2 separate regions of the Mus musculus genome follow, and region 2 is linked to region 1. The links are chromatin contacts, called in public promoter capture Hi-C maps. All regions are on one chromosome and are shown on one strand. The core of a region is the stretch at or near the end of the contact, and the rest is flanking DNA. Distances in the headings are between cores, read along the strand shown. Region 1 holds the start of Tnfaip2 (tumor necrosis factor, alpha-induced protein 2). Region 2 holds the start of Dio3os (deiodinase, iodothyronine type III, opposite strand).

Region 1 (7,337 bases), core at 2,256-4,755:
GTTGGAGTGCCCTCTGCAGATAGCGCAGGTGGTCCGATTTGTTTCTTCCAGGCACTTTGGTTGATCTCTGTTTTTCCTAGGAGGCTCAGCTGTTGGGTCTTCTAGGCAGCTCAACTTATCTGAGAGTGTGTCTTGGCCATTCTTACACCTTATATACATGCTTGAAGGAGAAGCCTAGTGAGTATGGTCAGTTTCAGGGACTCCCTGTAGCACTTCTGAGTTGTTTACTTCTTGTCTCCATAGAACATCCTATTGTCCCACCTCCCTGCAAGTGTACCTGGTCCTTAGGAGCCTCCCTCCCTAACTGAAGCTTTTAATCTTGAGTAAACTGCTGCACAGCAAACCCATTCAAAACAATGTGTGTGCGTGAGATGGGTCTTGGACTGCTGGAAGCAGTGAGCCACTCTGTAAACAAGTCCCAGCCCTACCCCACCCCCCAAATGCCCACCCTCCCACCATGAAATGTGTTGCAAGCAACTTGTGATTATAGCTTGATAAACCCGAATGTGACTTTGTGAACTATTGTGAGTCAGTAGGGCCAGGAAAAACACGATTTCTCTCCCTTCTGTGACTCCTATAAGAGACACAAAACAGGGCTGCTTGTTTTTGTTACATTTGCTGAGCTGTTCAGTATAGGGAGAAAGACCTGGATTCAGGGCTCCCTTTTTAGATTAGGACTTTCAAATTAGATTTCATTTAGATTAGATTTATTCTAGAGTAGACTTTTAGAATGGAAGAGACTCAAACACTTTTGGATAAATCAGGTCCACTCCTGGGTAAATGACACCAAGAGTTAGTCTTTCTTCCTTTACGAAGCATCACCACACTGGCACAAAGGCTGTATCCACCCACTCACTGGATCCATGGAACAGACATAGCCATGGAATGGGGTACCAGGAATGCAGGGATACAAGGGAATGGGCAGTGGTTGTGTAATGGAGACAAACAGTGTGTTTAGTTTTACAGGGGAAAAAGTTGTGTGGAGCTGGAGAGGCGGTTCAGTCGTTAAGAGCACTGGCTGAACTTGCAGAGCACCCGAATTTAGTTCCCAGAACCCGTATTGAGCAGCCTCACAACTGCCTGTAACTCCAGCTCCAGGGGATCCAACGCCCTCTTGTGGACTACCAAGCACCTGCACTCACATGCAGATACACCATGTGGGGAAAAAAAGTTCTGTGGATGGGGGTGGTTGCAGCTGTACCTCAGTGTTGGTGCACTTAGCTAGAACGCCCAAAACTGTTAAAACGGTAACTCACTATTATGCATATATTATAATTTAAAAAATAAAAAGAGAGCCTGTAGCCGGGCAGTGGTGGCGCACGCCTTTAATCCCAGCACTTGGGAGGCAGAGACAGGTGGATTTCTGAGTTCGAGGCCAGCCTGGTCTACAGAGTTAGTTCCAGGACAGCCAAGGCTACACAGAGAAACCCTGTCTTGAAAACCAAACAGAGAGAGAGAGAGAGAGAGAGAGAGAGAGAGAGAGAGAGAGAGAGAGCCTGTGATGGTGCATGCCTGTCATCCTGGCACTCAGGCTCTTGTCCAGGTGCTGGCCAGCAGAGCTTCTGTGCTGGGCTAGGAACCTTTGCCAGCCTACTCCTGGCTGCTGCACCAACTCTCAGGTGCCAGAGTCGGGGCTGGGATAGCAGTTTACCAGGTAAGCTGATCCAATGTTTCTATCCTGTGGGATCCATTTCTTGGCTGGATTGGGGCGGGGGTGTGGGGGGGACTATGAAAAATAGTTAAACTATCGCTGACCCCGAGAATCAACCGATCTTTGGCCCTCAGCTATCCAAATAGCCCTGTTTTCAAATTTCCTTTGTGTTGGGAAATTCACAGAGGACCTTTGACCCTCATCCTAAACTCTGACATGCAAGATGGGTGGCATTGGCTTCTACTGACTATGCTCTGAGCAAGCTGCTGTGGGCACCATGGGGCAAGAATGGAAGTCCAACATCTGTCCCACAGAGCCCATAGGCTCTGAACAGATGTGGGTTCTTGAAAGCCTGACTCCTCTGTCCCTCAATCCTACCTGTGGAGTTTCCCAACCATTTCCTTATCTGTTTGAAATCTGGAGCTGGATCAATAGAGCGGAGGCTGGATACTCTGGGGAGGTCATACGATGTGTCGAGAGGCCGCTAGGAGGTAGAAGGCTGGAAGTAGAAGGCCTGGGTTCTCATCCTCTTTCTATATTTGGATGGGATTGTGGGTACAGTCCTAGGGTCTTTGTCTTCCCTTGTGGAGCAGAGGCAACACCCAGCTTGGACCCTGGAGGCTCAATAGAAATATCACCCATTAGGACCTCAGGGAGAAGAGGAAGCGTGCGGTTTGAGTTTTGAGACAGGCTCTCATTGCGTAGCCCTGGCTACCTGGAACTTGCTCTGTAGACCAGGATGGCCTCAAACTCAGAGATCTGTCTGCTCTGCCTCCCAAGTGCTGAGATTGAATGTGTGCACCACTCCCGCCCGGCAGCCTTCTGTTCTTGCCTCCTACAACCTACCATGGTATAGGATGGAGGAGAGTCTTCTTAAACCTGGCACTTGGCCACTGCTCCCCAGGAGGAAGAGGAAGTTCTGGGTTTCCAGGGACAACCCCTTAACATAACCCACCCACTCAGCTGCCCTTCCCTCTTTCCTCAAAGCTCTGTGCTTAGACAGGCAGGGAAAGAAGAGAGGGCCCAAACAAAAGATGGGGAGGAGCCGAGCTCCAAGTAGAGGCAAAAAAGAAGCTGGTGTCTAGCAGGGAAATTCCTGAGTGAGCCCATCTTCCAGAGGGCAGAAATTCCCCTTTCTACACTAGCCTACAACCCCACCTTCCCCAAGGTGGGAAGACCCCCGAGAAAAGACCCCCGAGAAAAGGCCCGCAGAAGGGAGTGCTGAGGATCACCCCCAGCCCCATCCTGGAAAATCTTGTCACTGGGAGCCCTGGAGAAGGAGGCTCAGGTGAGGGCTGTCTGTCATTTCTGTGTAACCTCAGGATAATGATGAAGATGGGCCCCATCACTCAAGGCTTGGTGATGAGAGGTTTTGAGAGGTCCCACTACCAGTCGTGTGCCCAGCTGCCTTAGGACACCTCCTCCGGGAAGCTTTCCTTCCAGACTTTCAAGGACACAGGGGTGCTCAGAGCGGTAACAACACTTGGCAGAGGCGTTGAGATGGAAGAGGGCACTCCCCAGACCTAAGTAGGTGCTGACTGTGTGACGCGGGACAGAGGCTTTGTGCGTGCGCCCCTGCTAGGTAGCCAATCAGAGACCGTGGTGCGACAACAGCTCTCCGCTAAGCGGAACTCGTGGCTCCCTGTGCACGCACATCAAGACCACTCTTTCCAGGCTATTGGGAACAGCAAAGTGACCCCGCCCCTCTCTCTACCGGCCCGGCCCCGCCCCCAACACTGGACTCGCCGGGCCGAGGCGTCCGCCAGCGGATTTTCCGCGGTTGCGGTTGGTGGAGCAGGCAGAGTCTGGGCGGAGCCTGCGACTATTTTAGGAGGGCCCCTCCAGGGTCGGGACTAAGGCGTCCTGTCCTGGACACAGTAAGTGACCTCTGCCGCTGTGCCTCTGTCCCTGCCGCTCTACGTAGCTTCCCTTCCAGTCCTGACACAGAGTGTCGGACAGGATTCGCCGGGGGAATGGCCCTGAGTGGCCAAGGGGACGCGGGCGGGATATTTCGAGGTCCCTTGACCTCCAGCATACGCACTGCTAGGGACTTACAGGCGTTACTCTGAGCCCCTCACACCAGGGTCCGGAATCCCCGCGCGCAGCGAAAGTTTCTTAAGTGTTGTAGGGACTGGGACAAAAGTGAGGGAGTCTCGGGTTTACAAAAGGAAGGTCCCAGCACCCGCGGGACTCCCTGTCCGGATGATCTCTTGTGGGGCAAGAGTCAGTAAGTTAGTTGCAAGATCAGTGAGGTTCTCTGTGGTGTCTAGAATTGAGGGAGGTGACACCATCCAGCCACCAGATGCAGCCCTCCCATGTGTCTCTGAGACCCCTTCGTGCCTCTGCGGGCCCGGCTTGGTGATGCTTTAAACAGCATCTCATTACTCCTGCTGCCTTTCCCCTCTGCAGTCAGGGATACAGGGGAACTTGCTTTCTAAGGCCCACCCAGTGCCAGGCTTCTGATTTTGCCACATCCTCTGAGCAGCACTGAGAAAGGAGTGAGGGGAGGGCTCGTTCTCATTTTACAAACGGGAAAACCGAGACATACTGAGGAAGAATGTTGTTTAGCCCTAATCCTGGTGAGAAGTGTAGCTGAGCCCGCAGATGCTCCTCCCTTTTATACCAATAGCCTCTGACACTGAAGGGCAACTGGGGCCAGACATTCAGGTCAGCAGCTCCATCAGCCAGGCCAGCCCTTATGGGTGTTTGCCATGCGAGTGGGATAGGTTGGCACAGGCTTTAAAAACTGCCTGGCCCTATCTCAGGCCTCATGAGGTTAACGAGAGAGAGGGCTCTCTCTGCTCAGGGCACCTGGTGAGGATGATAAGAGCTGGGGTAGAGGAGCCCAGGCTTTCTGTCCAATCAGGGTGCTTTACCCATGCCCCAGTTATGAGATAAGCCCCTCAGGAATCTATCCCGAACCTGGGCAGTTGAGCTGGTGGAGGCGGAGATGGTGTGGGAAAGGGCCCTTAAAGTGTGTTGTGTTTGGGCAAGCACCTCCCCTCCGCAGTTTCCGGGGTTCTCCTTCGTGATGGTGGGTCTTCCCACTTGCCTTACCGGGAGCTGTTCCTGGATCACGCCAGGTCATTTTGAAGAAATGAAGCTACAGCTTGGGGTTTTTATCCTTGAAGGATGGGGCAGGGAAGCCACCTCCTGGTAATGGGTCACACCGTTTACCAGAAAGGCCCTCCTCCTGCCTGCTCCCTCCCTCCAGGCTAGCCCTGCTTCCTCGGGTGGTCTTCCTTGCTCTGACAATCCACACACACAGTCAGGGATGTGGAGGCCTGAGAAAAGCCAGTCCTTTGAGGGAGATGTTCTCTGGCCTCCAAGCTCAAGCTAGTGACCACAAGATTATTTTAAGCTAAATAACATACTTGCTGGGGAGAGATGGGATGGGATGGGCACCCGGGAAGGGAGGGGAAACAGAAGGCCTTGGGAAATTGCATCACCCCATTTGGAAACAAGCAGGGTAGGCTGCAAAGCGGGTAGTGTGGGTTCCACACTCAAGCTGCTGTGTGACTTCAGGAAGGCCTGTGCTTTGCTCACGAGTAAAAGGTTACCTGGGGTCGTTTGCCCAGGGTCTGAAGTCTGACCCCCTAATCCTAAAGCAGCGTACTACAAGGGACAGGCTCAGTTCCTCTTGTGGTCCCAGGACAACAGCTGTATCTTTGCTTGTGGTAGATTTCTGTGATCCCAAAACTAAATAAAGACCCGTGAAAGGGGGCAGAGGGAGGGGGTGCTGGTCTCAGGAGGAAAGGTGCTAGACTCTGTGACCACTGCATGGCTGTGAACTCTTAGACCTGTTCTTGCTGTCCCAAGGGGTATCATCCTGTCCTGTCTCCGCCCCCAGAGTCTGGTGGAGTCAGAGAAGGTGCAGAGGCTGCCCCTCAACCTGGAAGCTCTGGAGCCTCCAGTCTCTTCCTTGCCTAGGGAGACAAGCTTTGAGTACTACATACAGTTCTGGTGGGCACGGTGTGGGGAGGGTTGGGGACCAGGAGTTGAGGGGTCCTGGTGTTTTTACTGGAGAAAACAGAGGGGACACTGTTGGGCTGTGAGCAGCTGTGCATTTAGGTCCATACATTGTGGCCTTTGGTGTCTTCATTTCCCATCTCCAACCTGCAGGCCTGAGCCAGGGTGATGCTGAAGATGGTGACTTTCTTCCAAGGGTTTCCTGGCCAGCAGTCTGTGCCAGGGACCCTGAACTTCGCTGTAAGCCCCCAAAAGCCACGCTCTACATCCGAGGCTGAATCAGAGACCTCCATGTCTGAGGCGTCCTCTGAGGACCTGATGCCATCCCCGGAGGCTCCCGATGGGGAGGAGGAGTCTGCGAAGAAGAAGGAGAAGAAGTCCAAAGGACTGGCCAACATGTTCAGTGTCTTCACCAAAGGGAAAAAGAAAAAAAAGGACCAGCCCAGATTATCAGATCTGGAAGTGCAGCCCAAGCCCAGGCCCGAGTTAGATGGTCCACTGCCCACAGGTAGGCTGTGGCCGCAGCTGGGGCTGGAACGGAAGGAAGGGGTTGGTCCAGGTTTGGGCAGTGTAGGGGGACTCATAAGCCAGGACAGCCAAGCGAGCCACCAGTCTGGGAGAGGGGGTTCTCTGCTGCGGTCCTGAATGGGACATTGGCCTCGTCCCTGGACCACAGCCTCCTCTTGTCCCTGCGGGTGTGTGTCGGCCTGACTCGGGTTTCTGGGTTTCAGTGGAGGAGCTCAAGGAGGCCCTGGAGCACGGGCGGCTGGAGGTGGCCTGGCAGGTGCTGGCGTTGGAGAGGCAGCTCGAGGCTGCGGCAGCGGCGGGTGGCATGAGCAACGAGGAGCTGGTGTGGCGGCAGAGCAAGGTGGAGGCTCTGTACGTGCTGCTTTGCGACCAGGTGCTCGGGGTACTGCGGCGGCCGCTGGAGGCGGCGCCCGAGCGGCTGAGCCAGGCGCTAGCCGTGGTGTCGCAGGAGGAGCTCGAGGACCGGCGGGCGTCCGGGGGACCCTTGGCGGCGGCACTGGAGGCCACGCGCCCGCGGCGATGGCTGCAGCGGTGGAGGGGCGTCGTGGCGGAGGTGGCAGCGGAACGTCTGGACGCGCAGCCGGCCACAGCGCCCGAGGGCCGCTCGGAGGCGGAGAGCAGGTTCCTGCACATGGGTCGCACCATGAAGGAGGACCTGGAGGTGGTGGTGGAGAGGCTGAAGCCGCTGTTCCCCGACGAGTTCAACGTCGTGCGCACCTACGCCGAAAGCTACCACTACCACTTCGCCAGCCACCTGTGCGCCTTGGCGCAGTTCGAGTTGTGTGAAAGGGATACCTACTTGCTGCTGCTCTGGGTGCAGAACCTCTACCCCAAGTGAGCAATGCCAGTGGGAGTGGGTGGGATATGTCCCCTCTGCAGGGAGCGGTGCTGAGACACCAGAGCCAGACACTTGAGCTGAAAGCCAACCGGTGCTGGGGTGAAGGGAGAGAGTTGGGAACTGTACCCAGCAGGTTGGCTTTGCGCTTCTATTTCCCGGACCTTTCCCGTTCTGCTGTTGGAGAAAAGAATGAACAGAAAATGGACCCTGTTATTCGTTCTCTAGGACCCCGCCCCCCAGCAGAACAGGGATGAAATCGAGTAGGAGGAGCTGTGACAGAGACATGGAGACACAGGGGAGGCCAGAGCACAGGGCTTGAGAAGAGTCCTGGTCTGGGGGAGTCAGGCAGTA
Region 2 (7,337 bases), core at 3,528-6,027, 1.2 Mb before region 1:
AAATAAGCAGATTGCATCCCACAGAAGTTTCAGGACATGGCACTAGACAGCAGATACAAGATCTGAACCCAGGTCTGAGAGATTCACACAGCCAGTATCCTTCATATTAAAAAGTCTGGCCTAATGGGATGGCCCCTAACAAGTGTCCCCTTGGATAAGATGTCCTGGCCCTTAGGGGATAGCCCCTGGCAGTTGGCATTTACGTCCTGACCCAGGCCAAGAGTCCTAGAAATGCCAATCACCAAGAAACTGAACTTCAAGCTCTACACCTGCCTACTACAGTGTCTTTGAACCTATCACCCCTTGGTGGGGCTGTCACAGTTTGGCTGGCTTCTCCACCAAAGCACAGATACTAATGGCTTCATGCTTCCTGTCATTTCAAGTTGTCCACAGTCATTGGCCCCAGTACATATCCAGGAACCTTTTGTAAGCCTGAAACAATGAGCCAGAGTATGTGATCCCTTTCCAAGAAAGAGCACCAAGATAGAAGGCCCTCCACGCTTCAAATTAGAGCCACAAAGATGCTGGGGCTACTCCTCCACCTGTGGCAACTTTCCAGGATACCACCCAACGCAGGAAACTCACTGTGTATCCTCGTGAGCTCTCTGTGAGTACATGATGCTCCTACCCAGGGCCCCACCATGTAGGGACACCTGAAGACCAGTATACACCTACCACTCCACTTGCAAAAGCAAGAACCAGTCTGGCTGGGGTGATGGGGTAGTCTTCCCCCAAAGGATAAACATCTCAGAAGGATGCCCCTCCCTCCAGATGTCCATTGCACCATGAGCCTTCTCCTCCGGTGGTCCATAAACTCATACAAGATGAAGGTGCTTCAAGGAGTCAGACTTCATCACTCTGAGCCTCAGTGCCTGGACCAGGCTTCTGACCAGCATGGCCTGCAGGGATGCATGGGCACAGTTGGGCAGCCTGGTTCATCCACTGCTCCTCTGCTGTCATATCCAGAACAGCATTGAGGGATAATCTACATCTACTCTGCTCAGAGAAGCCCATGCTGTGGATGTACTCTGTCCCTGAACAGGAGGCGTCTTGACTTCGGTGTTTACACTTTCATCTCACTTGTGATACCTTGTGGGAAAGAAACTGAACTCCATGTGAACCATCACAGATATAGATACACACCCTCACCCGTATGTGCACATGCACACCCATGTTCCTTCATAGTTGTTCCGTGCCATGGTGGTTCAATGTGTTCATATGTTAGACCTGCCATAAGGAAAGGAACCTGGGACTCAATGTCTGCTGCTGGTGAACCCACCACTCTTTCCAGAGAGCCTCAGTAGAAATATAAGAAGATAGTCCCCCAGGTAGGCTAGGATTTGTCTTGTATGCATAGTCCTGCATCCCAAGACCAGTCAGGACCCAGGTACCCACATTGTCCTGTCCCCCAGGGCTAGCAGAATACCAGAGACCACAGTGAGTGCTTACTTATGTCTGGACCCAGTGAGAGCCTAAGTTAGGCTGCAGGGTGGGGGCGGGGCCTCAAGGAAAGACAGGAAAGGTCAGGTAAGACAGTACTGGAGGCAAATGGCCAGATGGTGGGGACAGGTAGGATTTTACAGGACCCCAGAGTAGCAGACAAGAGCAGTGCAAGTCCTTCCAAGGTGTCTAGAACCTTCTACATCTGTGGAGCAACATCTGAGGAAGACATTGACAAGATGCTAAGACCCTGGCTCTCCAAGATCAGCCCAAGATCATCACTGAGCTACTGGCCACCCTGTCTCCTCAGAGTATTTCTGTGCCCACCTTAGTTGGCCTGAGTCAGAGGTGGGAAAACGTGTCTCAAAGACCACTCTCAAACTAGTGGAAAGGGCTAAGCACCTCTTTCAGAGGGAGCGGTGCACAGCCTAGAAAAGGAACCGGGATAAAGTGGGCAGGTGGAGGGCATATTCGTTAGATGCCACACCCAAAAGGGGATGTTCCACGGAGCCAGTCCTAGATGACCTCACTCAGGCCTGCTGCCACCAACATGTCCTACCTTGCTTGCTTACCGCCGCCGTGTGCAGAGGGCAGAACGACACATCTAGAAATTCTCCCCAAACCCGGTTTTCAGTAAGTCCACACTGTACACGTTTCTCATTGCACAAAGCTTTATTGGGCCCCTCCCAGAAGTCTCTCCAAGGGATCCCGCCTGGGCCAGCCTGGGAGGTCTGCTGGGCAAACACAGAAATGCATCTGCTGAACAGGCTGCTGGCCACTGAGGAAGAAGGGCCAGGAAGAGGGAGTGTGCTCCTTCAAGAAGAGTCCAGGCAGAAAGTGGGCTCCCCTGTATGAGGAAGGGTGGGGCCAGGTCAGACCAGGGCTTTAGAAGAACAGGAGGACTATAGGGGTGGAGGGAGGAAAGAGAAGGGCAACAGGAACACCATGGGTGGAAGTTCAGAGGAAGGAAAACCTCAAGTGTCCAGAGACCAGGGTGGGGGAAGCAGACCAAGAGCGACAGGAGTGACGGTCAAGGAAGACTGAGCCCATGTAACCAGGGCATGATGAGATGGGGTCAGACCCAGGGCACAGGACTGTTATTCTCTGATGCTCTTCTCTAAATCTAGGGGCTGGGCCATCTTTTCTGAGTGCGTAGGAAATACCCCGGCTGGGAGACATAGAAGCCAGTGGCAAGACCCACCAACCTGCATGGGTGTCTCCTGACAGCCTTGGGAATGGGAGGCAGAGACTATGCCTGCCACACACTGCACACCAACCCCACCCGGAGGCTAGGAGATGAAGGGGTTAGTGTCAGGCCCTCTAAGCACTCCTTCCCTGGCAGACCACTACTACCCAAATCTTGGGAGTGGAAGACTGGCCAAAGGCCAGTCCTCCTCAGTCATGCCAGGACCTTGGCCCTCCTCCTCCACCAAGTTGGTCCAAGATACCAAATGGACCCAGCCCAGTGCATCCCTCCTTTCTCTCCCTGTCTGCCCTCTGCTGGAGCTGGGAGAAAGCAGGCAGGAGAGCCCAGAGCATACCATCCCACCCCGGCTCTTGAAACAGGACAAGTACCCCAACTTGTGTCCCTTCCCAAATCTGCCAGGTCCACTGAGGCCTACACCCCTCATGGATTTCAGAAGAGTCTTGGCCTTGGGCCAGTATTCATGTTCTAGACCACTGGGACAAGACAAGATAGTTTAAGTAACTGGTAGAAAGGCTGAGAACTACAGCTAGTTAGGGGTGCTCCCCTGAAGGGCATGGGAAAAGAGGACTGGGGAGGAAAATAGAGATGAGGAGGAACCGCAGAAAGGTAGGGAGCACTGGTGTGGTTGTCAAGCCAGGTATGTGTCCCCAAAGCCAGAATCACTGGCACCCCTTGGGTCTTTCCTCACCTGTACAGGATGCCAGGGAAGTCGAAGGCCTGGGTTCTTCATCCAAGGCTCTGGAATCCTGAGGTGTGGGGTGTAGCCTATTTCCCACACAACACCCGCCCCTGTCCAGAAATGTGGATGGCAGGGTTTCCCAAGTGTCCCATATCAGAAAGGGGTGATGTTCAGGGGTGACTGGTCCCATAGAGCAGGACCAGAAGGACTTCTATCTGTCCCAGACTATGGCTGCCACATGGCATATGCACCTACACACATAATGCGAGAAGGGGAGGATCGGCCTCATATCCCTGTCCCAGGTCCTTATAGGAAGAAGCAGGACACAAGCCCTAGACTGGTATCTCCCAGAGATGAGGGGATCTTGGGCTGAAGAGAACTATCTCTTGCTCTACCCAAGACAGCGCCCAGAAGCTCCCAATCTGTCTCTCAGACTCTCCAGCCAGAGTCTCTTCTCACTTTACCACCTAAGTCTGAAAGAGAGTGGGGGGGGGGTTGATCTGTAAGCTCAGAGGAGCCCTGCTTAGGGATAGAACCATGAGTGGAACCCCCAGCCAGGCACGTTCAGGGAGATTTCTGAAGTCCTCCTGAAAGACCTTACAAAGAGTGCTAGAAACAGCAAAGGAGTCTGATGGCTTCCTTCAGGTGGGAAGTGCTGATGTTTACTCCCTTGCCCCCAGAGCAGAGACATCCTCTGACCCAGAGGGAGAAGAGCCACTTTCACAGGCTGTTCACAGGCAGCACACTCCAGATCCAGCTGCTCTGGCGGCCACAGGTCCCGCGACCGAGGGACTCCCTGGGCAGAGCATCCTGCCAGGACAGCAGAAACCAGGTGGTGAGGGCGGGCGCCTACCTGGGCGCCCTCTGGGCTACTTGAGGTCGACTTTTCCGGACAAGTTCCATGGCTAATGGAAAGTGGTCTGACTGTGCTCACCCTCCCGAGACGCCAGCGCGGTCTCTGGTAGAGAAAGTTAGGTAGCTGGTCTCTCCCGAGAGGGCGATGCATGGGACGCAAGCAGCTGGAGCTGTAGTATCCGGCTGGGGTCCCGTTACCCCAGAGAAGGCCCCTGTGAGTGCTGGAGCATTCTAGGGAGTGCGATTCTTAGGCGCTGCCTTCGGGTTGAGGCCTTGACCTGAGGGGTCATTGTGAGGTGTATCTAAAGTGGAACTTGCTTAGGGTCTCGAGGACCCCAGGTCAAGCAGCCCCGCCGCCCCTGAACCCAAGTCTCCAGCAGTGCGCCACGCGCAGAGACAGATTAGGAGGTCTGCGCCGCTGTGGCAGAGCCGACCAGAGCCCCACGCTGTTGGGGAGTTGCCCCGCACCCCTAAAAAGCCTCAGCACACGTTCCCTGTTGAAAGTACGCACTTTACGCGTCCGGGCGCCTCCGCGGTTGAGTCGGGCCGCCGCGCTCCGAGTTCGCGAAGGTGGCTCAGTTCGGGCGCTCCAGTCTCGACGTTCCCGGGGCAGAGAGCAACGTCCGGGGACGAACGGGACGGGTGCGCCCGGCGGCCGGGGCTGCGCCGGGCGAGGCAAGCGGCGAGAGGGGAGCGCTCCCGCGTTCAGGCAACAGCTACCCCTAGTGGGAGAGCCGCCCGGGGCCGGCGCCGCCCCGCGCCCGCTGCCCCGCGCCCCGCGCCCGCAGCGCCCCGCGCCCAGGGCGTCCCGGAGCCGGCCGAGGGCGAGGCCCGGCGTCGCTTGCCGCGACTCTCCGGGTCTCCCGAGCTGGGCGCCAGCCCACCCGCGGGCCCTGCCCTCGGCACCTCCGGGCTGGAGCCGAGGGGCAGCTGACCCGGGAACCGCGGCGTCCGGCGGGAGCGAGATGGGACGGGGCGGGCGCGGCGCGGACTGGGGCGGCGCGCGGCAAGCTCGGGCAGCGGCGGGGGGCGCGGAGCGCGGTGTGCGTGGCGGGGCGGTGCGGGGGGCGGCCGTGTGCGAGGCGCGAGTGTGAGCGCGCGCGGGAGGCGGGCGGACGGGCTGCGGCAGTCGAGCGGCGCCCGCGGGCGAGCGGGGAAGGCGGCGGGAACCCAAAGTTGCCTCCTCGCGGGCCCGCGTCCCCGGCGGGGCTGCAGCCGGGGGCCGGCCGAGCGGCGGCCGCAGACCTGGACTCCCGCGGTACCTGGGCAGCGACCCCGCACGAGCAGCAGCAGCGTGGGCGGCGTTGGCGGCGGCGCGCGGGAAGCGAACCGGAGCTCCGGCGCGGCGCTGCGGCCGCCGGGGAACTCAGCTCAGGTGCGCGGCGAAGAGGGCGCGGGCTGGGACCCGCCCGCTGGGACCTAGGAGGTGCGAGGCGCTTGCGCGGGTTACACCATTGCCACCACTGACTGCTTGGCTCTGAGATCGGGCTCCTAGTCCCTGGACACAGCGGCTTCGGGGTCCCCCGCCCCTGAGAGCGGGCTGCGGGACTCAGGCCCGCCCCTGCCAGCCCCGGGACGCACCGCTCCACCCTCGACCAGCCTGCGCCCGCCCTCGACCCAAGATTTCTGGGGCATTGGCCGCGCCTCTGGGTGATCCCTCCGGGCTCAAGTTGCAAGGGGGCGGGCCCCGGTCGGAGGTGGAGTCTCCCGCCAATTCAAGCTTTGACTATAAATTGAGCTCCCAGAGCACCGAGGACCAGATGCCTCGCCAGGCCGCCTCGAGGTTGGTGGTCGGAGAAGGTGAAGGGCCCCCGGGGGCTTCGGGGCCCGCGGCCACCATGCTCCGCTCTCTGCTGCTTCACTCGCTGAGGCTCTGCGCCCAGACCGCCTCGTGCCTCGTGCTGTTCCCGCGCTTCCTAGGCACGGCCTTCATGCTCTGGCTTTTAGATTTCTTGTGCATCCGCAAGCATTTCCTGCGCCGTCGCCATCCTGACCACCCTGAGCCCGAAGTAGAGCTCAACAGTGAAGGCGAGGAGATGCCCCCTGACGACCCGCCCATATGCGTATCAGACGACAACCGTCTGTGCACCCTGGCCTCTCTCAAAGCCGTGTGGCATGGCCAGAAATTGGATTTCTTCAAGCAAGCCCATGAGGGTGGCCCAGCGCCCAACTCGGAGGTTGTCCGACCTGATGGCTTCCAGAGCCAGCGCATCCTCGACTACGCACAAGGGACCCGCCCGTTGGTGCTCAATTTTGGCAGCTGTACCTGACCACCGTTCATGGCGCGGATGAGCGCCTTCCAGCGCCTGGTCACCAAGTACCAGCGCGACGTTGACTTCCTTATCATCTACATCGAGGAAGCCCACCCATCCGACGGCTGGGTCACCACAGATTCACCCTATGTCATCCCCCAGCACCGCAGCCTGGAGGACCGTGTCAGCGCAGCGAGAGTACTACAACAAGGTGCACCTGGCTGTGCTCTGGTCCTGGACACTATGGCCAACTCTAGCAGTTCCGCATATGGTGCCTATTTTGAGCGCCTCTACGTCATCCAGAGTGGCACCATCATGTACCAGGGAGGCCGTGGCCCCGACGGTTACCAGGTGTCTGAGTTGCGCACTTGGTTGGAGCGCTATGATGAACAGTTGCATGGTACTAGGCCACATCGATTCTAAATAACCAAGGGACAAGTGACTGAATTGGTGGGCCGGGTCTCCTGGGCCTTCGAAGCCCACGTGCAAATGCTCCAAAGAAAGTCAAAGGTTGTGGGGGATCCCCATGACACAGATGAGCACAGCCACAGAACTCAGGCTGAGTCTGGCTAACTTGAGACTCTGCTATAGTGACTCCCTTTTGTACGTTTTTGGCTTGCTCTCAGGAGCATTGCTGTGGCTCGAACTGACAGCTTTGTCCCTGCTGGAGTTTACCTGCTGGACTTTCTGACACCAGGTCTCCAGCGCTGCTTCGGCAAAGCGCGAAAGTCCCCAGCATTTCACAGCTCGGACTTGTTGGCCACGCCCGCGCGCCCTGAGCGCAGCTGGGTTCCAGCAGCGCCTCAGGCTCTAGCTAGTTGCCTGGCACCCACCTGTCGAGCGCAGGGAGTCCTGCTGCTTTTGTGTTTATTTCTTATCCCTGGGTTGGGGGAGGGGCTCGAGA

The links. Promoter capture Hi-C pulls out the DNA fragments that hold promoters and counts their contacts.
Region 2: a promoter capture Hi-C map of embryonic stem cells shows a contact between it and region 1. The contact joins the promoter of Dio3os here to the promoter of Tnfaip2 in region 1. A contact is called at or near these places in 1 of 39 promoter capture datasets (embryonic stem cells), 1 of 484 Hi-C or Micro-C datasets (embryonic stem cells) and 1 of 115 datasets of contacts at active chromatin or transcription factors (pancreatic cancer cells).

The regions. Positions count from the first base shown.
Region 1 is chr12:111,439,156-111,446,492 of GRCm38.p6, forward strand. It overlaps Tnfaip2 (tumor necrosis factor, alpha-induced protein 2), which reads left to right and starts at 3,506. Exons shown (of 12, transcript NM_009396.2): 1 at 3,506-3,528; 2 at 5,774-6,128; 3 at 6,352-6,982. The coding sequence starts at 5,789.
Region 2 is chr12:110,273,291-110,280,627 of GRCm38.p6, forward strand. It overlaps Dio3os (deiodinase, iodothyronine type III, opposite strand), which reads right to left and starts at 4,778. Exons shown (of 4, transcript NR_002866.2): 1 at 4,693-4,778; 2 at 4,261-4,459; 3 at 3,336-4,136; 4 at 2,094-2,287. It overlaps Dio3 (deiodinase, iodothyronine type III), which reads left to right and starts at 5,940. Exons shown (of 1, transcript NM_172119.2): 1 at 5,940-7,337. The coding sequence starts at 5,942. The coding sequence ends at 6,856. Mir1247 (microRNA 1247) reads right to left here and starts at 4,839; the gene lies at 4,758-4,839.